2 separate regions of the Triticum aestivum genome follow, and region 2 is linked to region 1. Evidence: chromatin contacts called from public Hi-C data. All regions are on one chromosome and are shown on one strand. The core of a region is the stretch at or near the end of the contact, and the rest is flanking DNA. Distances in the headings are between cores, read along the strand shown.

What was found. Hi-C and Micro-C count contacts between places; a contact is called where the count stands out from the background.
Region 2: a Hi-C map of leaf shows a contact between it and region 1, with 6 times the contacts expected there. The contact joins the promoter of LOC123169481 here to the promoter of LOC123164636 in region 1. A contact is called at or near these places in 2 of 5 Hi-C or Micro-C datasets (both in leaf) and 1 of 1 datasets of contacts at active chromatin or transcription factors (leaf).

What each region holds. Positions count from the first base shown.
Region 1 is chr7D:429,034,427-429,040,567 of IWGSC CS RefSeq v2.1, forward strand. LOC123164636 (BTB/POZ domain-containing protein POB1) reads left to right here and starts at 1,759. Exons shown (of 6, transcript XM_044582175.1): 1 at 1,759-2,443; 2 at 3,800-3,928; 3 at 4,724-4,839; 4 at 4,930-4,993; 5 at 5,237-5,516; 6 at 5,598-6,141. The coding sequence starts at 2,197.
Region 2 is chr7D:429,650,489-429,656,995 of IWGSC CS RefSeq v2.1, forward strand. It overlaps LOC123169481 (ubiquitin-conjugating enzyme E2 28), which reads left to right and starts at 5,066. Exons shown (of 4, transcript XM_044587356.1): 1 at 5,066-5,447. The coding sequence starts at 5,378.

The DNA of each region.
Region 1 (6,141 bases), core at 509-3,008:
ACCAAGCACGGTTATTTAAGCTGGACGACGGCAACCCAACCCTAGCCTGTCTGCATTTCTACCCTCTCCTCCTTTCACGCCGCCACCTTCAATCCGGTCATCGTTAGCCGCTAGCCATGGCCCGTAGTAGGATCACCATCTACGCCATACTCACCCCGGAGCAACGCTTGCAGCTGTTGGAGGAGAACCGGGCTAGGCACGAAGCTCGGATCGTAGTCAGCCTGCCTCCGGATTCATCCGAGCCGGAGCCAGAGGAGGAGGAGACCCTGGAGGACCCGGAGGCGGAGGAGGCAGTCTGCGGGCTTCACCATTGCCAACGCGCTGGCGGAGTTCGAGGTGGCCCAAGCAGAGGACGCAATGGAGCAACAAACCATCCTCGACTCCATCCAGTCGGAGGCGGAGGTGGAGGCCAACCGTCGCTTCCTCACTAGGCAGACGTGGAGCTCAACGAGATCTTGGCCGACGAGGAGCAAGAGGAGGCGGAGCCGGAGGTGCGCCAGCCGCCCATGACCATTAGGTCAGCGGCTTCGGCACAAACTTCATCAACATCTCCAGTGAGGGGGACGAGTATTGTAGTTGTGGGAGTGTACTTGGTACGTAGATCATGTCGGTACATGCTTTTGTATGAAGATGCAAATCGTGAAGTGGCTACTATGATCGTTGGGGGTGAAATATGGGGTATGACCGGTCACCGTTTGCGAACGTGCCTGACCCGTTTGGCAACTCAAATTAGCTATGTATGGTTGTAGATGCTCTAAGGCCAACTCCAACGCAAGGCTCCATTTCATCCGCCGGCGTCCATTTGGATCTACAGAGACAAAAAATGCAGCCCAATGCAGAGAGCCATTATGTTTTTATGTCCACTTTGTGTGTCTCGGACTCATTTCTGTCCCAAAAATTGGGTCAAATTTGGATCCGAAGCGGACAACGTGCGTTGTCCATCTGTGTCCTCTTTGTCCGGCCTGGCCCACCACCCACCGTCTTTTTTTCAATCTCTTCCCTCATTTTTCCCCTCCCGGTCCACACATCCACCCATGAACCGCACAAATATCTCCACCACGCCGATGGGAGACAGAGGAGGCACGAAGCATGATGGCGCTCACTCCGACCGGCCTCGAGACCGCCGTCGCGGTGGCCCCGACAACCGCATCGCCGGCAGGCTCGGTGGTGCTGTCCATGTCGTCTCCGTGGCGGAGAACATCATCCACATCAGGCGCGGCGGCGTGCCCTCCGCATCGGGTATACACCTCTTTGACGTCCTCCTCCCCGAGCGATAGTTGGGTAAGAGCATGTCCGTCCCAAAATGCGTTAGCTCCGTTGGGCTGTGTCCGCATGTCCGTCTATGTCCGCTGTCTATTTTGTTGACCTAAAAGAATAAAAAGCGAATAAAATTCGTGTTGTTTGGGTCACTGCATTGGAGATGCCCTAAGGCTTTCTTAGGTTGCAACATAAAATAGGGCATAAAATATACCCTGGAAACCGAGTTACTCTAACAGTTCGAAATCCAATACGATGCTCTCATTCTGCAATCAGAGTAATCCCAGTTGCCCAAATCATGCTCCATGCATGTTCATGGACAGGAAAGTACTCCATGAGAAAATGATGATGATTACTCCACAAGGGGAAAAACCCGTGACACCAAAACCCACCCCCTCCGAACCGCAAGCTTTGACGTCCTCTCCGTCGACCTGCCGCCTGCGTCCCCCCTTCCTAACCGCAACCAGCCCAACTCTACTCACTCTACTAGTAGTCTAAAAGGAAAGGAGAGACGCAACACAGGTCACGTCGCGAGCGAAGCAAGGCACAGAATCGCGACGCCGACGCCGACCAGACCCTCACCCTCCGCTGACGCGCCGGCCCCACGTGTGGGAAACGTGGCCCGCGGACAGCCGGGACCCACGGCGCACGCCTCCTAGTTAAGCGGCCTGCCGGTCTCTGCACCCAAATCGCCGCACCCGTTTCACGCTTACCACCCTCTGGTTTCCTCCCCATCACACCACAGCCACGCCTCTCTCTTCTCCGTCTCACTCTTGTCCCCACGCCCCCGCTTCCGCGACCTTCTGGAACCTTCTCTCGGGCTAGGGTTCCGGCTCCGACGGCGGTGATGATGTCTTCTGCGGCCTGCGCGCAGCGGCGGAGGTGAGGCGGCGGGCGTGGCCGGATTGGTATTGGAGGAAGGGGGCGGTGGTGGCCGGGATGGACCCGGACTTCTCGCGGGCGAGCGGCGGCCCGAGCTTCGAGTTCGCCTTCAACTCGGTCAACTTCTCCGACCGGGTCCTGCGGATCGAGATCGTCGCCGGGGACGACGCGCCGGGGGCCAAGGGCGCCGCCGGCGAGGGCTGCTCCTCCATCGCCGACTGGGCGCGCCACCGCAAGCGCCGCAGGGAGGACCTCCGCCTCGAGAAAGGTGGGGAAGGTTGGTCTACGTCTCGTCATCATTTCGGTACGGGGCGATTTGGGCGTGGGTGGGTTTGAATTTGTATTCGTACTGATTTGACAGCGGGTGGGTGGGGAGTTGGGAAATGGAGGTAGTACTACTTGCTTTTCCCGCTGATTTGTTTTGATTGCCTGTTGGGGATTTAGGTATCAAAAGCCTTACGTTTGGTATAAGGTGGGAGAAAGATGGTGAGGCAGCTTTTCCTTTTGATTGAAGTGAAGTTATGATTTCCTAGTTGTTTGCCTTGATTTGAATTTCTCAGTTGTTGCCACACGGAATTTAGCCACAATATGATCTTCTTAGCAACGTCGTGTTCAGGAGATGACATTGGTGGGTGGAATTTTAGGGGATTTATCCTGGACTCTATTTGCAAGATCTTATTCAACTCTTAATTCCGCAGAAGAAAACTCTGTGACATTGCTCCTAGTATGATCCTGAATTTGCAAAGAGCATTGTGCACCGTAACCGAACCAACCTCAAGCCCAGTAGATGCAATAAGTTGTATATAAAGTTATAAGCTATAGACAGAAGTTAGTTTGGTTATTGCCTGATTAATAGTACGGCCAGATGTTGTCCAATGTCTCGTTTAGCTGAGCATGCATTCGTTGTAATGGGCTAACAAGGGTTTTAGGTGTTACATAATGCTTCTAAGTTTCTATATTTGAGAAAAGTAAGCATGAAAGTGGGTATATTAAGGGGAGGATGGAGCAGTAATGAAGTTAGAAGTTCTTACTCTTAACTACTTACTCCCAGTCTGTGTTTATTAGGCCACCAGGGCGAAGTGCTGGGACCAAGGCACAACGCGTGTAGTTGCCCAGTTTTGAATTGGCCCTGTTAGAACACATGGGCTAGCGGCATTAATTAGCGAAACCGTTTCGCCTACCTCGCACATGTAGCGGCTGGAGATTTATCTCCCTCAATCAGTGGACGGAACGAGCAACGGAACCTGCGAAATCTGCACTTAATTAAGACCGGATGCGGCTCACTGGTTCTCTGGCCTAATAAACACGGACATAGGAAGTATTTGACATCCTATTAGCGTCCCATGAAAAGTTCGGAGTACCCAATATATTTTGCTTGCATCCAACTTCGCTCTGAATGTGCACTCTAGGCATTCATCGTTAATGCTTGTTCATGGGCCTCATATTGTTATTAGGATTTATGCTTTATTGCTTGGATCTTTTTCTGTCATTGTCATCTGAAACTATTGTACTCTTGCTTTGCTTTATCAGAATATGTTTCTGTCATGACGATCTGATGCCAATGCACTTATACTATTCACACTTTCTTAATCATGTTCTTATTCTAGAGTGCAATAACTTCCATTTTCAATGACCTCCTGCTATCATCTCATGCCCCCAGAATGTGGAAAGTATATGTCAGAACCAGCAAACATCAAAATTGAAGCAGATGAACGTGATACCTATGAGGAAACCAACGAGGAGCCTGTAGCTATGATAGAAGAATCTCCACCTGATATTGGACAAGATGGTTAGTGCAATTGAATATCTTTTAATTACTCCGAAGTACTCCCACCGTATCAAAATATAAGACGTTTATTAGGCTAGTTTAGCCTACAAAAATGTCTTATATTTTGGTACAGAGGTAGTATATGGCAGTCAGGTTCAGAAAATTTAACACATAAACACAGAATTCTGTGCACCTATGCCAGATAATTAAAATTATTTTTTGGAGAACTGTTATGCGTAGCAATCATTGGTACTGATCATATGTGATTTTAGAGTTAGTTGATGGCACAATGTATCAGAGCGAGTAACTCATTCCTTTGTATTGAAACTGTGGAGACATGCTGGTACCGGTGAAGCCTTTCTGCCAGCCATTGCGTTGATAATATTAGACATGTGGTAATCATTTTAAATTCCTCACTTTACTATTGATTGGTTGAGATTTATACGAGCTTGATTACTTGATTCTTTCTGCCCCACCTAATTTTGGAACAATTGGGTTATGTTGGATGGATTATACTTCTGTTGGATATAATTCTGACATAACTGTAAGTAAACTTGTGTACAATTGTTATACATGTGGACAAATGTACTTTAACTTTTGAAGCTACCAGATCTCTGAAGTTTGTGCACCATGTTGTTACTGATAAGTCATATGATTCGATACACTGTCACTATGCTCCCCATTTGATTGTGCTCCAAAGCATCATATCCTTGTCTATATAAAAGATGTGAATCCTGTGCACCATTTGTTCCTTTATACTACATGCCTATGTGGCCGTTTGTTCTCTGCTTCATTGGACCTTGCTGTTTGTATCAGGTGAGGATGGAGACAGTGACTCATCCTGGAATATGGAATGTAATCAGGTTTTGAGAGTGAAGTCTATATATATCAGCTCTGCGATTCTAGCTGCAAAAAGTCCCTTCTTTTACAAGGTGGATCTAATTTGTGTGTAAAATGAGTTCATTGTGGTGTAGTTATGTATTGTTATCTAGCTAACAGTGTCATAACTTTCATCTTGTTAGCTTTTCTCAAATGGCATGAAAGAATCCGACCAGAGGCATGCAACTCTTAGAATAACTGCTTCAGGTAATGTGGGAGCTCCAGTAGGACATGTTCTATCCTAGCTGCTGTACAGTTTTGCTTAATGTTTTGAATGATCGATTTTGTAGTACTGACATGATCATTGTCAATGAGGTTATCCATGATTAATTTTTCAGTTCAGCAAGCAAGTTATTTGTCTATACCCCACCATTTTGCAAATATATTTTTCTTTTGCTTTCGAGCTAACAGTTACCTTATGTCTGATTGTTGTATTTCTACTTGGAACAGAGGAAAGTGCCCTTATGGAGCTTTTAAGTTTTATTTACAGTGGAAAGTTGACGACCAATCAGCCAACCCTTCTGCTTGATATCTTGATGATGTCTGACAAATTTGAAGTTGTTTCTTGCATGAGACACTGCAGTCAACTACTAAGAAGCTTACCTATGACCACAGAATCTGCACTTCTCTATCTAGATCTGCCTTCCAGCATTTCAATGGCTGCAGCAGTTCAGCCACTGACTGATGCTGCCAAGGAATTCCTTGCCAACAAATACAAGGACTTGACTAAGTGGGTGGTCTCTTTATTTAGAGAGCCAACTAAATTATTGAAATAACATTGTTGAACTAAAGGAATGCTTCCTCTTTTCAGGTTTCAGGATGAAGTGATGAACATTCCCCTTGCTGGGATTGAAGCTATCTTATGTAGTAACGACCTTCAGGTGGCATCAGAGGATGCAGTCTATGACTTTGTGATCAAGTGGGCTCGTGCTCAATACTCAAGAACGGAAGAAAGACGTGAAATCTTGGGGACTCGGTTGCTGCCACTTGTTAGGTTTTCTCATATGACCTGCAGGAAGTTGCGGAAGGTCCTTGCATGCAGTGACCTGGATAATGAGCAAGCAACTAAAAGTGTCACTGATGCACTCCTGTACAAAGCTGATGCACCACATCGACAGCGTGCCCTTGCTACAGATGTGTTGACCTCTAGGAAATATACTGAACGAGCTTACAAATATCGTCCACTTAAGGTGGTGGAATTTGACCGACCGTATCCTCAGTGCATAGCATACTTGGATCTGAAGCGTGAGGAGTGTGGCCGACTATTCCCATCTGGGCGGATTTACTCGCAAGCATTCCATCTTGCCGGACAGGGATTCTTCTTGTCAGCACATTGCAACATGGATCAGCAAAGT
Region 2 (6,507 bases), core at 3,816-6,315, 620 kb after region 1:
AGACGCGCACGTGTCGTAGTAGAGGCGCGCACGTAGCATGTACACGTACGTACAGCGGCCAGGGTGCAAGAAAGTAAATACGGCCACGTACGTACATACGAGCGGGGTCTCAAACGCCTACTCGCGCGTACGTACGGCCAGGGCTCATGTACATGGCTGGGTCGGAACGGAGAAACAGCGTCGTCGTCGTGTTCATGGGGAGGCAACGGAATTCATCGTGTTCATTGGGAGGAAACGGAACGCGTGGGAGCCAACCGGCTTGGACGGAACAACCGATGGAAACGAGGCCTGGCGTACCGCAGAACGGAGGAAATGGCCTTGTGTTCGACCGGCCATGTTTGAAACGGGACCCTGTTCATCGGGAGGGGTCTGGCGTACCGCAAAACGGAGGAAACAGACCTCCTACGGTCGAAATGGGGGTCCTGTTGATTGGGAGGGGTGTGGCGTATCGCAAAACGGAGGAAACGGACTTGTGTTGGAGCGCTACGATCGAAACGGGGGTCCTGTTCATCGGGAGGGGTGTGGCGTACCGCAAAACGGGACTCCACGGGATACTGTTCATCTCCACCGTCGACCCCCTCCAGCCTCCACGGGCTACTGTTCATCCACCGTCGACCTCCTCCAGCCTCCACCTGCGACTGTTCATCCACGGGCTCCTGTTCATCCAGCCTCCACTGCGCGCTACTCCACCGGCTACTGTTCAACCAGCCCTCTCCACGGGCTCCTGTTCAACCACCCCTCCAGGGCTACTGTTCATCCTCCCCTCCACTGTTTACTATTCATCCTGCCCTCCACGGGGTGGTCCTGTTCATCCTGCCCTCCACGGGGTCCTGTTCATCCAGCCCCAACCGGCTCGAACGATCGGGGTCCTGTTCATCCACCCCCACTGGGAACTGTTCATCCAAACCCCACAGCAACGCTCACTGTTCATCTAGAGGCAACGCCACGGGGTCCTGTTCATCCACCCCCACCGGGAACTGTTCATCCAAACCCCCCAACAACGCTCACTGTTCATCCAGAGGCAGCATCGATCGGCTTCAGTTAGCAGCAGTAGCGAAGGAATCGCCCGATCGGGTTAAGTTAATAGCCATCGATCGATCGCTCGGGTTCAGTAACATGTAGCCTGCAGTGCAATCGCTCGGGTTCAGTTAGAGCCCAACGCCTCACTCGGGTTCAGTTAGAGCCCAACGCCTCGCACCCACGCGCGTGATAGTACGAGAAAACGCGCATCGTTCGGCCCCGACCACCCACCGTAACCGGGAACACCCTGATATTTTCCTCGCCCTCGCTTCTACCATGGTTTTTTCCGTCATGGACGGCCCAAAGAATGTCATGCAGCTGCGTCTCCGGCCCGCCCAGGACGAAAAGCCCATTTTCTGTCATGATTTTTTGTCATAGAAGTAGGACCCCACCACATCTACGATGATACCGGGTTTTGTCACAATTATCGTCATAGAAGTGTCATAAGTATGACAGAAAAGATTTTCGTTCGGCCCAAAATGTCACAGATGTTTCTTTTTTTGTAGTGATAGCCTCCACACAAAATCTTACTGTTACACACAATTTACCAAACTCGGTGTGACCGAATACTCAAACTCGGTCAGACCGATTTAGTTCAAAATGTGAACGTTAGGATTTTCGGTGGGCCTGACATGATCAACTCGGTGGGACCGATGTGCTAGGGTTAGGGTAAAACCTCAACTCGGTTTGATCGATTACGCAAACTCGGTTGGACCAATTTTGGTAATAAGCAAAACCGAGAGTTGGTCAAGCTAACTCGGTGGGACCGAGTGCATATCTCGGTGGGACCGAAATAATTGCAACATGCAACAGAGAGTTTGCAAGCCCATCTCGGTGAGACTGAGATCCCATCGGTGAGACCGAACTGATTAGTGTTTCTGGTAGTGGCTATGTCAAGTGAACTCGGTGGCGCCGGATAGATCAAATCGGTGGGGCCGAGTTGACTTTAGGTTTAGGACATATGTGGAAATGAGAAAGTGGTTGAGGGTTTTGGAGCATATCACTAAGAACTTTGATCAAGCAAGCCATTAAGCAACACCTCATCCCCTTTTAATAGTATTGGCTTTCCTATGGACTCAATGTGATCTTGGACCACTAGAATGAAAATGTAGAGTCTTGAACTTTTGCCAATCTTCTGTCCTTAGCATCTAGAGGGGGTTCCACATCCTCTTGTCCATGCCACTCCAATATTGAACTTATCTGAAATATACTAGATGAAAGTATTAGTCCAACAAGAGATATGTTGACATTAATTACCAAAATCACCCAGGGAGCACTTGTGCTTTCAACCAGAAGATGCGCACCGGAGGCTGGCCAGGGGCCCCACGAGCCGCCAGGGCGCGCCTTGGTGCCTCGTGGGCACCTGGGTGGCCCTCTCTGCTATTTCTTTCTTCCAGTATTTTTTATTTATTCCAAAACAATTCCCCGTGAAATTTCAGCTCATCTGGAGATGTGCAGAATAGGTAGCTTCGGCATACCTTTTTCAAGCCCAAAATTCCAGCTGCCGGCAATCTCCCTCTTCATGTAAATCTTGCAAATTAAGAGAGAAAAGGCATTAGAATGGCACTACAAAGTGTTATATTGGCCAAAAACATCATAAATAACAATAGGGAAACATGATGCAAAATGGACGTATCAACGAGCAAGCCGCGACGGTGTTCTACATGCTCAAGGAAGTGATGGTTACCACTCCCGTGTTGGCTCTGCCCAATTTCAAGTGCCCGTTCATGAACGAGACGGTCGCCAACCAACCCGTGGCCTACTTCAGCAAGGCTCTCGGCGTGCGCAACCAAAAGCTCTCCACGTACGGGAAGGAATTTCTCGCCATGATGATAGCTATCGACAAGTGGCGGAAGTACCTGCAACGCGGTCCGTTCGACATCCTCACCGATAACAAGAGCCTCTGCAATCTGGGAGAACAACATCTAGAGATTTGCAACGCAAGGCGATGTCCAAGCTGGTGGGTCTCCAATTCTGCTTCTAGTACAAGCGCAGACTCGACAAGGGGCGGCAGATGCGCTGTCGCGCGTCAGCAAACACCTTGATCTCGTCGCGCTCTTGGTATGCCAACCGACCTGGCTACAGGAGGTGGCCAACTCCTACGAGACGGACCCTGACGCGTAGGATCGGCTCCAGCAACTCGCCATCCACAACCAGGACGACGACGGCTACAAGGTCCACCGTGGCCTCATCTGCTGCCAAGGTCGTCCCTTGATCGGGGCAAACATAGCCCTGTGCACCAATCTCATCGCCGCCCTGCACAGCAGCGCGGTGGGCGGCCACTTCGACACCACGACGACCTATCACGGCGTCAAGAAGCACTTCGACTGGCGGGGCCTAAAGAAGGACGTCGACGAGTTCGTGCACTAGAGCACAGTGTGCCAACAGGCCAAGCACGAACACACCAAACCTGCCGGCCTCCTGGCGCCCCTCCCCATTCCAGCGATGCCATGGGAGGACCTCACCATGGATTTTGTGGAGGGTCTGCTTACATCCGAGGGCTTCGACTCCATCATGATGGTGGATCGGTTCACCAAGTTCGCTCACTTCGTTCCCCTCCTCTACCCCTTCAATGCGACGCAAGTGGCGCGCGCGTTCTAGGATAATGTGGTCAAGCTCCACGGCGTGCCGTCCTCCACCATCTTCGACCGCGACAAAGTCTTCACCAGCAACTTGTGGCGGGAAATGCTTGTCGGCGCCAGCACGAGGTTGCTCTACTCCACCGCCTACTACCCCCAGACGGACGGCCAGAGCGAGCACGTGAACCAGTGCATTGAGATGTACCTACGATGCATGGTGCACAACTCGCTGCGCAAATGGCGCCGTTGGCTGCCCATGGCGGAGTTTTGGTACAACTCCACATTCCACTCCGCGCTCAATTGTACTCCCTTCAAGGCACTGTGTGGCAAGGAGGCCAACCTGGGTGCCACAGGATTTGGTCCGAGACGCCCCTGACTGGAGAGATCTGGATTGGACGACGCACGCCACCCTCATCCGCGCATGCTCAAGCGTGCGCAGCGCTGTGTCAAGAAGCAGGCCGACCGAAATCTCTAGGATCGAAGCTTCCAGGTCGGGGAGCAAGTTCTTTTGAAGTTGCAGCCGTAAGTCCAGCAGCCCGTGGTAGCCGCCCCCGAGCCAAGCTCGCCTTCAAATTCTTCGGGCCGTACATCGTGTTGGAGCGCATCGGACCAATGGCAAGCAAGCTGGACGTGCCGTCAACAAGCCGCATCCATCCCGTCTTCCACATGTCCCGACTGAAGCCCTTCACGCCGGACTATACCCCGGTGTTCGCAGAACTGCCCCGCGTCAAGACCTCTCTGGTACATTGGCCGAGCCCTCGTGTATCCTAGACCGGCGCATGATGAAGCATGGCGATGCGCCGGTAGTCCAGCTCAAGGTTCAGAGCACCGGATCTCCCGACACAACGACGTAGGAAGACTACGAGGTTCTGTGCTAGCGCTATCCGGCGGCTCCAATTTGGGTGGAAGACGAAGCTGCTTAAGGAGGGGAGAGTGTCACACCTAACCAACCCATGGTCAGTGTGACACGGCACATCCGACGTGTGGAACTCGCGTGTGCGTGCGAGTTAAAAAGGGGTCGCCTGTGGCCGAGCGAGACATGCCTGGTGAACTTTCTTTCTATAACCTAAACTTTCCTCTACAATCCCAACCTCCTTCCTCTCCAAGCCTCATCCCCCTTCTGCTCCTCTCACCTACTCCAGATCGACGATCTCCATCATCCCCGGTCCGTTACAGAGGAATACAGGCAACAAGTATTTGCCACTGTGATCCACGCCCGCCTCCTTCCGACATGAAGAAATATGGAACTGATCGGTATCTAGGGTACTTTGGCGGTGGCTCCGCCGGAGGATATTTGGGACCAAGGGAAACCCTAGAGGAAAAAAACCCAGTGCTAGTGGCATGTGGTCGAGCAAGAAAAAGAAAAAAAGAGGCCGGACCCAGGAAAAGCTAGGGAAAAGAAGGAGAACCAGACGCGTCGCCGACCCGTTTCCCCACACCCTCCCCTCTCTCGCGGGGAAAGCCGCGTCCGTCTAACGCGACCGACCGCGCACCCGGCCACCGTAGCCAGCCAGCAGTGTGGCCTGGCCGCCAGTACGCAATACCGCGTGCTCCACCCAGGCCGGAAGCTTCCGGAGACCGCCCTGCGTGCCGTGACCATCCTCCGCTCCAACCCAACCCAATCTCCTCTCCTCTCCTCCGCACGCCATCCCTCCCCGACTACTTATACGCGCTCCCCGTCGATCTATTCCCCACTCCGTCCCACTTCCTCCTCCCTCTCGATTCCGATCGGAATCGCAACTAGCTCCGCCGCTTGATTAGCCGGCAGCCCCGTCCCCATGGCGTCCAAGCGGATCCTCAAGGAGCTCAAGGACCTGCAGAGGGATCCCCCCACCTCCTGCAGCGCCGGTAATTTCTGCCGCCAGATCTACTTATTTATTACCAGCTAGCTCTACTTATTTACCACCAACCCCCGGAAGATCCCTCGTCCCGGTGACAGATGCATGTGTGATGATTTGTCGTTTTCGTGGCCTCGTTGCTAGATATATGTATCTCGATTAATTAAGAAGATCTACTTATTTGCTAGACACATGCTGCTTTTGGAAATTCCTGTGTAGAACCGTTAGAAATTGCAGTAACCGGCGGGGATCTGAAAGGGAGGGCAAACCGTTGTGGAGCAAATTGGTCGCCGGATATCCCATGCTCATGAGCCAATACAGTTAGCCTACTGGCACACATAAAATGGTAGTTGTACTGTTCCTGAAGGAAAAACATTGGCAGTGGACCAAACACCTACTGCAAATAGTCATGCTAGCCTACCAATTACAACGGTTTGGCAAAAATTCCTCTAGCTACCGATAGGCACTAAAAATGGTTACTACTGTTGTGATGTAACCTACAGTTTCTTCATTTCTTCCATTTCTGGACTCCCGGTTTAACATTGTACTTTCCCCCTTTTGAACACGTAATCAGTCATTGCATTGTCATTATTACATATTGATGGTTGTTCTTGGGTGGACGCTCAAGCAGCATTCCAGAACATCCTAACCTCTGGAGTACATGACTACGCATGCGTGTAGTCAAGCATTCCTGAACTGCTAAACTTTGCTACTAATAATGTGTTGTAACCGTGCCTTTATCGAAAATGTCACACTTGCCTACCATTTTACCAATGGTACGGCAAAAATGCTTCTAGCTGCTGATAGGCACTAAAAATGATCAGGGCAGTTTTGATATAATCTACAGTTATTAATTCTTACGCTGTTATGCATCTGGACTCCCTGTTTAAAGTAGTAGTTTCGCCGTTTTGAACAAGTAATCACTCGCTACATCATTACATGTTGATGGGATAAAAAACACTTGAGGTTATGTGTAGTGAGTAGTTCATGTCTGGATGCGTGGGGTACCCATGAATATGCATGGTCGTAGTCAAGCATTGCTGACCATCCTAACCTTGAAAGTTCTTCTG